Linked DNA regions of Oryctolagus cuniculus: region 1 is linked to region 2. Evidence: chromatin contacts called from public Hi-C data. All regions are on one chromosome and are shown on one strand. The core of a region is the stretch at or near the end of the contact, and the rest is flanking DNA. Distances in the headings are between cores, read along the strand shown. Region 1 holds the start of CTTNBP2NL (CTTNBP2 N-terminal like). Region 2 holds the start of RHOC (ras homolog family member C).

What was found. Hi-C and Micro-C count contacts between places; a contact is called where the count stands out from the background.
Region 1: a Hi-C map of an unstated tissue shows a contact between it and region 2, with 4 times the contacts expected there. The contact joins the promoter of CTTNBP2NL here to the promoter of RHOC in region 2. A contact is called at or near these places in 3 of 6 Hi-C or Micro-C datasets (ear pinna, psoas muscle and an unstated tissue).

Annotation. Positions count from the first base shown.
Region 1 is chr7:57,958,544-57,964,419 of mOryCun1.1, forward strand. CTTNBP2NL (CTTNBP2 N-terminal like) reads right to left here and starts at 4,417. Exons shown (of 6, transcript XM_008264666.4): 1 at 4,285-4,417.
Region 2 is chr7:57,616,914-57,622,521 of mOryCun1.1, forward strand. RHOC (ras homolog family member C) reads left to right here and starts at 2,557. Exons shown (of 5, transcript XM_002715765.6): 1 at 2,557-2,883.

The DNA of each region.
Region 1 (5,876 bases), core at 3,167-5,666, 340 kb after region 2:
CTTTTTAGAAGATATATTTATTTGAAAGGCAGAGTGACTGAGAAAGAGAGGGAGCTTGTCCATCAACTGGTTCACTCCCCAAATGGCCACAACAGCCAGGTCTTGGTTAGGAGGAAGCCAGGAGCCAGGAACTCCATCTGGGTTTCCCAAATGCATGGCAAGCACTTGGGCCACCTTTCACTCAAGGTACATTGTCAGGAGGCTGCATTGGAAGCAGAATGGCGGGGACTGGAACGGGAACTCTGATAAGGGATGGCAGAGACACAAGCAATGCCTTAACCAGTTGTGTAGCACTGGCCCCTTGGTTCCTATTATGCTAACAATTAGGGTTATATTCTTTAAACTCAATATCAATTAAGGATTATAGAAGCCAGAAAGGATTCAAGGGCAAAGGACACATTTGGATTGAAAGCTTTGGCTTTGTCCATGAAATATAGTTCAGAGATACTTGGCAAGCAGGACCATAGTATTGCATTCTTGAGTTCAGTACCTACTTGCGGCCCTGTTCTCTTCAATGCACAAACCTTCACTCTCCCCTTCCTCCACTTTCACTCTTACGGCCCCTAACCCATGCTTTCTTCTCACCTCCATTTTGGTTGTTCCTATAATGACTTCTTAGTTTTGGGGTGTGAGGGAGGGTAGTCTTCAAAAGTAAGGCACAAGTCGCTTTTAATCAAAATTGTCACCGAAAATCCCTGAAGTCTCATGGAAGATGCAACCGTAGTACGCACAAAGCCATTTGCCAGTTAGGATGGTGGTACTCAAGAGAGCACAGCTCTGAGCAACTGATAATTCAGAACGAATCCACCAGCTGGCTGAATCCCTGGCCTTCTTTGTCCTCAGGCTACAAAGTTCAAGAAAGAGAATTCGCATGAGAAAATTACTAAACACACACACACACACACACTCCCAGACAGACATACACTCTCCTAAAAGTCCTTAGCTCAGACTTTTGAGATCTTAATATGCAAACTCTGCTTCCCTCTAAAATTTTCGACAAAACCAACCAATAAGTAAAATCACGTCAATTCTTCACCTTTGCAAAAAATGCTAAATGAGGTAAAAATATTTCCTGTTAAGTGCTTTAATCTACATGCCACATGCTAATAATAATAACGGTAATAATACCTATCAATTATTAAGTGCTTCTCATATGCAGGCCCCAGTTATTTCTATCCCACAGCTAAGGAAACTGAAGTATGGCAGAGATGGAAAACTCTGTCCACGTCCTGGGTCCCGCCACTACACAGTGGTAGAGCTGGGATTTGAACCCAGGTTTGCCTTTGAAGTCTGTGTTGCCAACAGCCACACTCTACAGCCATTTTCTCGCTTGAAATACATAAACTAAAACTTGGAAGACTTGATTTTCATTATTAGCAGCAAACATTCAGGGTATTTAGAAACAGGCTGACAAGCCAGGAGAGGGGTCAATCAGTTGACTAGACAAAGTGCCCCTGCAGACGAGTCTATACTTCTCACCTGGCACATCTCAACGCCAGCTCAATGGCAACGCCTGAGAAACGCACCAGTCTGCTCCACTCAGAAAAGCCAGCACTCAAAGTCAAGGTCTGCGATTTAACGGGCAGCACTACAAACACAAGTCCATTGCAGACTGTGTATTACGCCCACCATAATCAGTCCATATGATTACATTGGGGAGGCTGTTCTGTTTATATAGCTAGTGCCAGCTTAAAAGCACAAAATCAACGAAAAATCCATTTTGAAAAATTCTGAAATAAATCAGTAACTTATCAAAACCAAACACTCAGAGAAACTATCCTTCAATGGAAATCAGTAAACAATCAGTTAGTAGGCCCTCCTCAACTTACTTCATCCCCATTAGGTCAGTCTTAGAAAAATAAAATTCTGAAATGCACAGGTTTCACTTGGGTTCATAAGTCTGGTTCATATTTCATGATGGCAAAATTATATTACCTGGCCAGCATATGTTTCCTTATGATACTGGAGTTTTAGAAGCCCTCAGATAAGGAAAATCAAGTCAAATCAAGACCAAAAACATATGTTTATACTAATAAGGCATGCCATATTTTATCAGTACACTATCTTTCCAGCTTAAGACAATAGCTTCAAACTAAGTTCCTTAAACACTCATTAAGTCACAGTATATATACCACACACTGTAAAGGATAAAAAGAAGGCTCTATCTGCCCTCACAGAATCTGTAATTTAATAAGATGCACATACAAATTTTCTGCTTCCGAAATGTTTTCTTCATTTAACACACCAGACGGATGTTGAAAAAGTTAGAGGAGCTTTCCAAGACACAAAGCTGTATCAAACAGGTCCTGCTTAGTGTGCCAAATCATCCAAGAATGTTATTTGCTTTTTCCTCTCATTTATTAAGGCCCTGGCAATTGCCACCAACTGGTGTCCTCAGCCTCTTAGCTTATTTTCTGACCTCTGCCCATGTAATAAGATACATCTTCTTGGGATTTCCTGTTCTCTGTTTTTTTCTGCCGCTTTTGCAGCGAGGCCCATGTCTTTCCCTACTAGGGCAGCAGTGCACTCCGTGCTGCTGGGAAGACCCTGCACACACAGTCTTCTTGATGCTTTCCTCCTGCAGGTCCGGAAACAACCACTGAGCAGCTCAGCCAGCACTGAGAACCGCTCTGCAGACTCGGAACCCAACCACACAACACTCATTACCTCCAGGAAGTCATCTCAGGATGGCTATGCAGGGGAGTGAGAGACAACAGCCTACAGTCACCCTCTGTGATTCCAACTCCTTGCATCTCATTGCTTTGGCTAAATATAACAGCAGTGAGATGGACTTGGGATGGAAAGCAAAGCAGAGAAAAAAAAAAAAAGGCTAAAAATACAGCAGGTTTTAATATATAGAAGTGCTAAGCACAGATGGTTACTGAGGGCTCCAGGCCATGAACATCAGGCAAAAGGCATCACTCTGTTGCATCTGCTACAAATCCTTTACAAGCACACCACAGAGACGTGTGTTGGTATTTACATATGTTAATAGCTAACGTCCACCTTGCCTTTATTTACCCTTATCTCTGAGATACAAATTTTATTGCTGATATTCTAAATTTTGGTGGATGATAATGGCATTATAAAACCAATCAATAACATCCTATAGGTTTTTTGTGTCCCAGTAGGGGAAAAGCCACTCTAAAAGAGGGGCTGGGGAGTAATCAAAGGCCGAGGGCCCAGATTAATCATAAACCTAGACGACTGAACCTGAATTTTCTCCCCACACTTCCTGCCTTTTGTCTCAACCTGCAGTACAGCTTCAAGGTTAACTGGCTTCTCCCTGAGCAACGGGCTCAGCCCACCCAGGCCGGCGAGACCCTCGTTCCTCATTTATTTATCCACCCCGTTTCATTTGAAAACACGCTCTTGTTCATTGATTGTCAAACAATATGCCCTGTATTCCTACCCACGCGAGGCCAAGTCTGCAGATAGCCCACACGCCCACCTCATCGTGAAACACAAGGAGGACGGCTTCCCATCAAGCTCTCGGGGAGAAAACAGGGTGGAAAGCAAAAATAAAACGCAGCTCAAATCTGAAACGACCCTCAGAAGCTGGGCGGTCCCGAAGCAATAGAGGGAAGGTACAAAGCGTGGTGGGTTGGCGGTGCCATTTCTCTTTCTTCCAGAGTCTACAAGAGTCCCGAGGCAAGGGAGCTCTGGACTCCCCCACGGAGAGCAGAGGGTCACCGGGGCTGCAGAGGGGCTGCAGAGGGGCTGCAGAGGATGGGGGATGGGCAGAACGCAAGTGGCGAAGGCCGCTTCGCCCGTGCAGCTCGCCGTCTACTACGCGTCTTTGATTTTTTTTTCCCCCTTCGCCTCATCCTTCCTTTTTGGAAAACTGATATGCTATTACGGAGGAAACCGGCTCCGGTGCCACCCCGGCGAGCAGGGACAGGTGGAGGGAAAGCGGGCTGGCCCCCGGAGCGTACACGGCGAGGGTGGGGGCGGCAGCCTACAGAACGGGAACCTGCGATTCCCGCGCCAAGGCTGGGGCGCGGGACGGGAGGGGCTTCTAGGTGAGCGGCGTCCCGACGGAAGCCCCTGCCGAGGAGCCGGGAACTGGAAGGGGATGCAGTAGTAGCGGCGAGGACCCTCGGAGGATGAGGAGACGCCTCCTCGGGGAATACCGGGAGCTGGAGGAGGCGGCCCCGCCCCCTCAGGGGATGGCCCCGGGGATGAGAGCGGCCGGTGGCAGAGGCTACCCGCGCTCCTACGCCTGCTTTTCTCTGAGAACCCGGCCTCCCGCCACCGCCGAGCCCAGGCACCCGCCGCCCCTACCTTCCCGCGGCGCTCCGGGATCCGCTCCCCGCCGCCTCCGCCGCCGCCACCCGTTCCCCATCCACAGCCCCCGAGGTCCCGCCTCCCCAGCCGCCGGCGGGGCCACTGGCATTCGCCTGGGCCAGTCACCGCCTCGTCTCTCCAGCGCCGGCACCAATCCACGCGGGCTGGAGGAGGAGCTTCTCCAATGTCATTCAGGCTCCTCCCAGGGCCCCAGGATCCCTTTTGTTTGGAGAGAGCCAGGCTGGGATTGAGGTGGCGTCACTTCCGGAAGGAAGCGCCCTCCTCCTGCCGGGGCTCCAGGGTGGGCTCGTGCTGCCCCGGGCCCGGGGTCTGCAACTTTCTTACCTTTTGTGCAGTTCCTGGGCAGGGCCAGGGCACGAGCGCTAGGTTCTTTACCCTGACTGTACAGGAGTTTTGGGATTGGCGGGCGTCTGATGGCCCGATTGATGGGAATCCTATGTAAAATGCTAATAAATAAAGTGAGCTTTGTTGTCTGCTTTAAAATTAGCTGTTGAAAACCTGGTAAAGTGGCTTCCTGCTCTCCCTCCCTCCCTTTTTCCTGGACGCGCCTGGGTGTGGTGCTGGAAGCAAGGGCGCCAACAGGAAAGACCCGGGACCGACCACTCCTCTGTTTCAGAGAAGTGCAGAAGAGGATACTAGGTCTGGAGCCCCCGGGGCAGAGACACGGGATAGCACCCAGGAGGGCATAGACGTAGCCTGTCCGCCTTCGGGGCAGGAATGGAGCAATCCCAAGTTTGTGTGGCAAGTCTCTTGCCAGGTGAGGAGACTTCTTCGTGTTCCTGGTCCCTTGTACCGCAGGGTAATGGCGTTTTCAGTGAAGCGGAAACAAAGGACAGTGTGGAGGATGCAAGGAATGTAGATCTTAGTGGCAACAAGCTCTAAGAAGGACTTAGAGCCTGCAGACAGAGAAGATGCACCACTCTCTGAGGTCGAAGTTTCCTTTTTCCTAGGCGCACAGGTGGAAATTGATCGGAACCACACTATTTTTAGCACAGTAAAAGTACTTATAAGACAAATGTTTCTAATGTGTAATGTATTACCTTTAATTCAGTATTGCTTGTTTGAATTATTATTTGCAACACAGTCGTGGGGACGCACCCGCCATCCTGCAGGCAGGGCGCAGTTTACAGCTTGGGAGGAGGAAGTAGTCAGTCTGTAACCACCTGACCAGGTGGGAGTTTTTATCACGACATCACTGTGCAGGGTCTTTCATATCATGATATTTAATCTTCAGTGCTCGGGCCGGTGCTCTGGGCTAATCCTCTGCCTTGCGGCGCCGGCACACCGGGTTCTAGTCCCGGTCGGGGCGCCGGATTCTGTCCCGGTTGCCCCTCTTCCAGGCCAGCTCTCTGCTGTGGCCAGGGAGTGCAGTGGAGGATGGCCCAAGTGCTTGGGCCCTGCACCCCATGGGAGACCAGGAGAAGCACCTGGCTCCTGCCATCGGATCGGCGTGGTGCACCGGCCACAGCACGCCGGCTGCGGCGGCCATTGGAGGGTGAACCAACGGCAAAGGAAGACCTTTCTCTCTGTCTCTCTCTCTCTCTCTCTCACTATCCACTCTGCCTGTC
Region 2 (5,608 bases), core at 1,307-3,806:
GGTTGGCCCCCTGGTGCTACAGCTCAGCTGCTTAGACTGAGTTCACCATTTCTCCCTCAGACAGGTGCCTTCTCCATGGGGCCGAGCTGGCTACTGAAGTCACAAAAGCAGAATTGCTCGCCCTTGGCTTTCATGTCTTCCTGATACAGCTGGGCACTACACAGTCAACACAGAGCTGCATATCCAGCAGTGTAGACCAGATAGCCTAGGTGTGTAGTTCACTGTACTAGCTAGCTTTGGTTAAGTGCCATAACAGCATTCTGGAATGATCCATCCCTCAGACTGTAAGCAACACATGACTATTGTTGATTACATATTTTAAAAAATATTCATATTTGTGTGCTGATCTCCTTTCCCACTGTCACCACCTTAGGTCTTGATTACCTCTGTCTCCTTAGTGGCTTCCTACGCACTCGGAACAGACAACTCCCAAGTGTGCTGCTGCCCCTTCTCCAGCCTCATCTGCCACCAGTAACACATTAGCCTCCTGGGGTTCCTGTAACTTTGGGGGCCTCTAGTAGCTCTCATGTGTTAGGTATATTTGAAAGGGAGAGTGACAGATTTTCTCCCTGCTGATTCATCCCCCAAATGGCCGCAACAGCTGGGACTGGGCCAGACCGAAGCTAGGAGTCCAGAGTTCTACCCAGATCTCCAACCTGGGCAGCAGGGTCTCAAGTACCTGGGCCATCCTCCACTGCTTTCCCAGGCACATTAGCAGGGAGCTGGACCAGAAACTGAACCGCGAGGATTCAAATTGATGCTCTGATATGGGATGCCAGCATCCCCTTATCTAACGCTTCTCCTGTCCTTGAGAGCTGAAGATCCCACAGCCCATGTGCACATGTATCACAGGCATCCCCTCCTGGATTATATGAGTATGTTAGGAGTTAGGAGCAAATGGCATTGAAGAGCAGGGCCTCCAGAGCCCAGCTGTTTGGACCCTGGTACAAGACCCAACATTAGTTCTTTTCATGTTTCTCAGCCTTAATTTGTTTCTCAGTAAAGTGGAGAAAATACCACTACTCCCTCATTGGGTTGCTGTAGGACTAAAGTAGTTAATAGATACAGGGCCAGGTCTCTAATAGGAGTTCCACAAATGTTAGCTATCTGGAAATTATCTGTATTCCTCATTTAGGCTGTCAGTTGTATGAAGGCAGGAATCTATCTGTGACGTAGCTCTCAATTCACGTATAATAATAAGTGATTATTGAGCAGGAGGCCTGGGACCAAGCTCAGGACCTGTCCCCACGGTTCTAAAATGTCTGGATGGTGCTTCAGATTTTTAAAAAAGATGTATTTATTTATCTGAAAGGGAGAGAGAGAGGGAGATCTTCCATCTGTTGGTCCACTCCCCAAATGGCCACAATAGCCAGGGCAGGGCCAGGCTGAAGCTTCTTCCGGGTGGCAGGGACACAAGCACTTTGGCCATCCTCTGCTGCTTTCTCAGGCACGTTAGCAAGGAACTGGATGGGAAGTGGAGCAGCCTGCGCCTGCACTTCAGATCTTAAAAGTCTGTATGACCTTTTTTTTTTTTTAATATAAAGATTTTATTTTTTGCACTTGAAAGGCAAGGGAGAGAGAGAGAGACTTCCACATGCTGGTGCACTCCCCAAATGGCCACCACAGCTGGAGCTGGGCCAGGCTGAAGCCAGGAGCCAGGAGCTTCTTCCAGGTCTCCCACGTGGGTGGCAAGAGCCCAAGCCTTTGGGGGCCATCCTCTGCTGCTTTCCCAGGCCCATCAGCAGGGAGCTGGATCAGAAGAGGAGTCTCCAGGACTGGAACAGATGCCATGCTGGCGTGGCAGGCGGCCGGCTTTACTCACTACGCCACAACGCTGGCCTCAGTCTGTATAGCTTGTAACATTCATGCAGCATATGTTTGCTGAAGCCCTCTTGTGTGCCACACACTTCCAGACGTGGGGTGGGGGCAGGGTGAAGGACCATGGGCCAGGGCAGAGGCATTGGAGCACTGGAGCCAGAGAGGCCCGTCACTTACAAAGCATGCACCTGTGTGCAAGCCACTTATCTGCGCTGCAGTTTGGGTCTACGCACCCCAAAGGCCTGTGACGACGACTAAGAGTAGTGTACCCATTCATTGAAAGTGCTTAGACTTCCTCCTCCTATACCCACCCACCTGCCCCGCCGCCTACCGGGAGGGAAGGAGACACACGTGTAGGTAACTACTCCAGGCCCTAATTTAGACCACGCTGAGGGTCCCTAGGCACTAGGAGGTAATACGAATTCACAGCCGGGAATCCTGAAGCATCCGCAGGAGTGCCCTTTGAGGAGTAGGCAGGAATGGAGCCTACGGAAATGCCAGCTAGCGGGAACGAGAGGATTCTGAAGTGGAACGGAGGTCTGGTTCCGAAAGGCTTTCAAGGCGGGGGTAAGACGAACGGTTCTCGGGGCAAGACGATGGGTACTCGTGTACCCCGGGGCCGCCCTGGCGCGGCCGCGCCTCCCCGCGTGGAGGAGGTCTCAGGTGCTTCAGGAGCCGGTGCCCCGCTGGCCACGGGAGGGCAGCAGCGGCCCGGTCTGACCCCACCCCGAGCGCCTCGCAACTTTCCCGACGCCGGTACGCCCCCAGGGGCCGGCAGCGGGGAGCAGGCTGAGTCCTCGGGGGGTCTCGCCGCCCACTCCTCTGCAGTCCCAGCATGTGCCAGCGGCTCTCCCCGCTCCCCAGGCCCCAGCAACGGCGACCCACGGCGGCCGAGCGCTGGAGCCGGAGGCGGGCCGAGCCAAGGGCCGCCCCCGGGCCGACCCTCTCTCGCCGGCCCGCCCCTCTCCTCCCCTCCGCGGCGCCGAAGGAGGGCGGGGCAGGGGCCCTGGGGTCAGTCTCAGCCTCCGGCACCGGCCGCGCGAGCTGGAGGCGGCGGAGCGGAAGGTACCCTGGGCCGGGGCCGGGGCGGCGGGGCGTCTTGGGGACTCGCCCCGGGAGAGCACTCTCTCCCTTCTCCGCTCGCCCGGAGCTTGGGGCGCGGCCGGCGGGGGGCTCCGGCCGGAGCGTGGGCCTTGTTGCTTCCCCTCGGACGCGGCGTCCGGGCTGTGCGGGGTCTGGCCGGATCGGCCCGGGCTGCGGCGAGGGGCGCGCGGAATTGCCAGACAGGGGCTCTCGCCTCCTGGGGTCAGAGCCGGAGTCCCTGCCTTTCCCTTCGCGCCCCTTTCCTCGTGTGGACCTGCCCCGCCGGGCCAGGGCCGAGAGGGGCGACTTGGAAGCTCCGTGAGGCGCTCTGGCTCCGGGCCCGGGCAGCCGGCCGCGCACCTACGGACCTGGAGGCGGGCGAGGGGCGGGCAGGTCGGGAACTGACCCCGGTGGGGGTGCTGCCTCCCCTGGCCGGGATGGGGGAATGGCGGGAATAGGGGCAGGGTGTGACCAGTGGGGGACGCCGCCCTGGACGGTTGCTGTAGCCTGCCCGTGGAGGGAAGTGGGGGGAGATCGGGATGGCTCGGGTGCGCGTGTCTAAGAAATCTCTTCTCCCTCACACTCCCGAACCCGCATCTCGCCCGTGTTTCTGCTTTAAAAGTTGGGGGCGGGGTATCTCCCGAAGACTTACTACTTCCTAGACGTCGGGGGAGGTGGACTGGGTCCGCCGGGCCCCGCGATTGGGCTTGGAAATCAAGGGAATGGCTGAGGAGCGCGGCCCTGCGCCTCCCCCCGGATTCCAGGCTGCATTGCAGGCCTGGAGTGGTGGTGGTTGGGTTACCCCTGTTGGGGTCAGTGGGGCAGTTCTTCTGGGGCTGCCTCCCACAGGGAGCTGGCGCTGGGCCTTGTGGCCTGGCCTGGGCTGCTGGCTCTCCTGCCCCAACCAGAGCCTGGGTAGAGAGTCTTCTCATTGAGAGGTGGGCTCCACTTGGTGCATGCGTGTCCCTGCCCCAGAGTTGCGGCTTCTGTCCGCCGCACCGTGTAGCAGCGGATCGCTGGGATTCCCCGCGGTGGTTGCCTGCCAGGCCTGCCTGGGTGCTTCTCTTTCAGGATGTCAGGGAGAGCCCCTTCTGTGGTGGGGAGAGTGTGGCCGTGTACTCCTGTCCTCTTCCCCCACATCCCAGCTTTGTGAGTGTGTGTGTGTGTGTGTGTGTGTGTGTGTGTGTGTCTGGGTCTGGGAGGGAGGCGCCACCAGGGTCCCCCACCAGGCAGGCTGGGGCTGAGGTGCGAGGTGGGGATGGTATGTGGGCCACAGAGGAGCTTAGCTTAGTTTGACAGGATGTGGGACTGAGGGAAACAGCCTGGTTTAGGGCAGAGATCAGGTTACCCGCCCCTTCTTAACTGCTCCCTGCCCGGCTGGTGCTGGGCCCCGCCGGCCCTCATTTGTCTCTTGTCTTGGGGCTCCTCCCAGCCCAGGCTCCAATCCCCTCCCCCTCCCCCTTTCCCTACAGCCTTGACTTCGTCTCCGCTCCGGAGCCCGCCCTCTCTTCCTCCCAGGCAGTGGGCCTGGGAACTTGAGCTGGCTGGAAGTCGGCTTTCTGGCCAGGAAGGAGGAAGTGAGGGGAGCTGGGAAGGTGTGATGAGCTGTGCAGATGCGTGTTCATGTGTGTTGGGGCGAGGGACACACACAAACCCTGGGAAGCTGACTGCTGGCCCTGAGTCACAGGGAGGGGTGGGCAGGGCCTTCCTTGAGCTGCGCGGACGCAGACGGAGGGAGGAAGGGGCTGTCCGGAGAGTGGGTGGAGGTGACTCCCTGGTGGATTATTCTCACACACTTACTCTGCTGCAGTGGATGTGTGGCTCCCTACAGTGTGGTCATTGTCCCCTGCCAGGGCTGAGTGACCCAGTGTTGCTGCCAGGCCTGGGAGGAAGGGGGAGGAAGGCAGACTGCCCAGATGCGGGCTGTGGGCTGCCGGGACTGAGCCTCCTTTGTGCAGCAAGCGCAGGGCTTGGGGACTGGGTGTGGTGGGCCAGGGCCGCTGGCGCTGGCTGCTGCCACTGCCCCCCGGCTGGGTTTCCTTGCATCTGCTGTCCTTTCTGAAGCTCTGGAGTAATGTGTCCAAATGGCAGACCCGGGTCCCGGAGACTCTGTGTATGGGACTGAACTTTATGGAGGCTTCATTTCCCAGTTTGTCAGGTGGGAAGCCACCTGCAGGTGTCTGGGGGCCGTGGAGGCTAATTGTCAGAATACCCGCACAGGACCCAGCATCTCCGGGTGCTACAGATCTTGCCCTTCCCCTGGGGTGGGGTGGGGGCTACCACCTGGCAGCTGCTGCTGCTGTGGGGTCTTGGAGAAGACCTCTTGGTCCTGAGTGGGCAGGGCTGACCTGAGCTGAGGAACAGACTGTTCTAGATTGGAACTTGATGACGACTCAACTTCAAAGGTATCGTAACTGAGGAAGCCCGATTGAAAAACCCTGGCATATAAAGTAAACAGAAGTGGCTCTTCTTGGCGGGTCTCTGAGCACCTCCCTATGGGTCAGGGGTCCCCCAGGTGTTAAATGGGTAAGAGATTGAAACATGGGTTCTGCTTCCCACATGGGTTTCCCTCCCACCTCCTGCTGTTGTGTTCTGACCTTGATCCAGAGATGAGGACTTTGGGGCTCTGTTGTCCTGGTTCTTAGCAGGATGACGCCTGATCAAGCCCCCATCCTCTCTTCTCCCTTTGCTGGATGCCCTGGCTTCC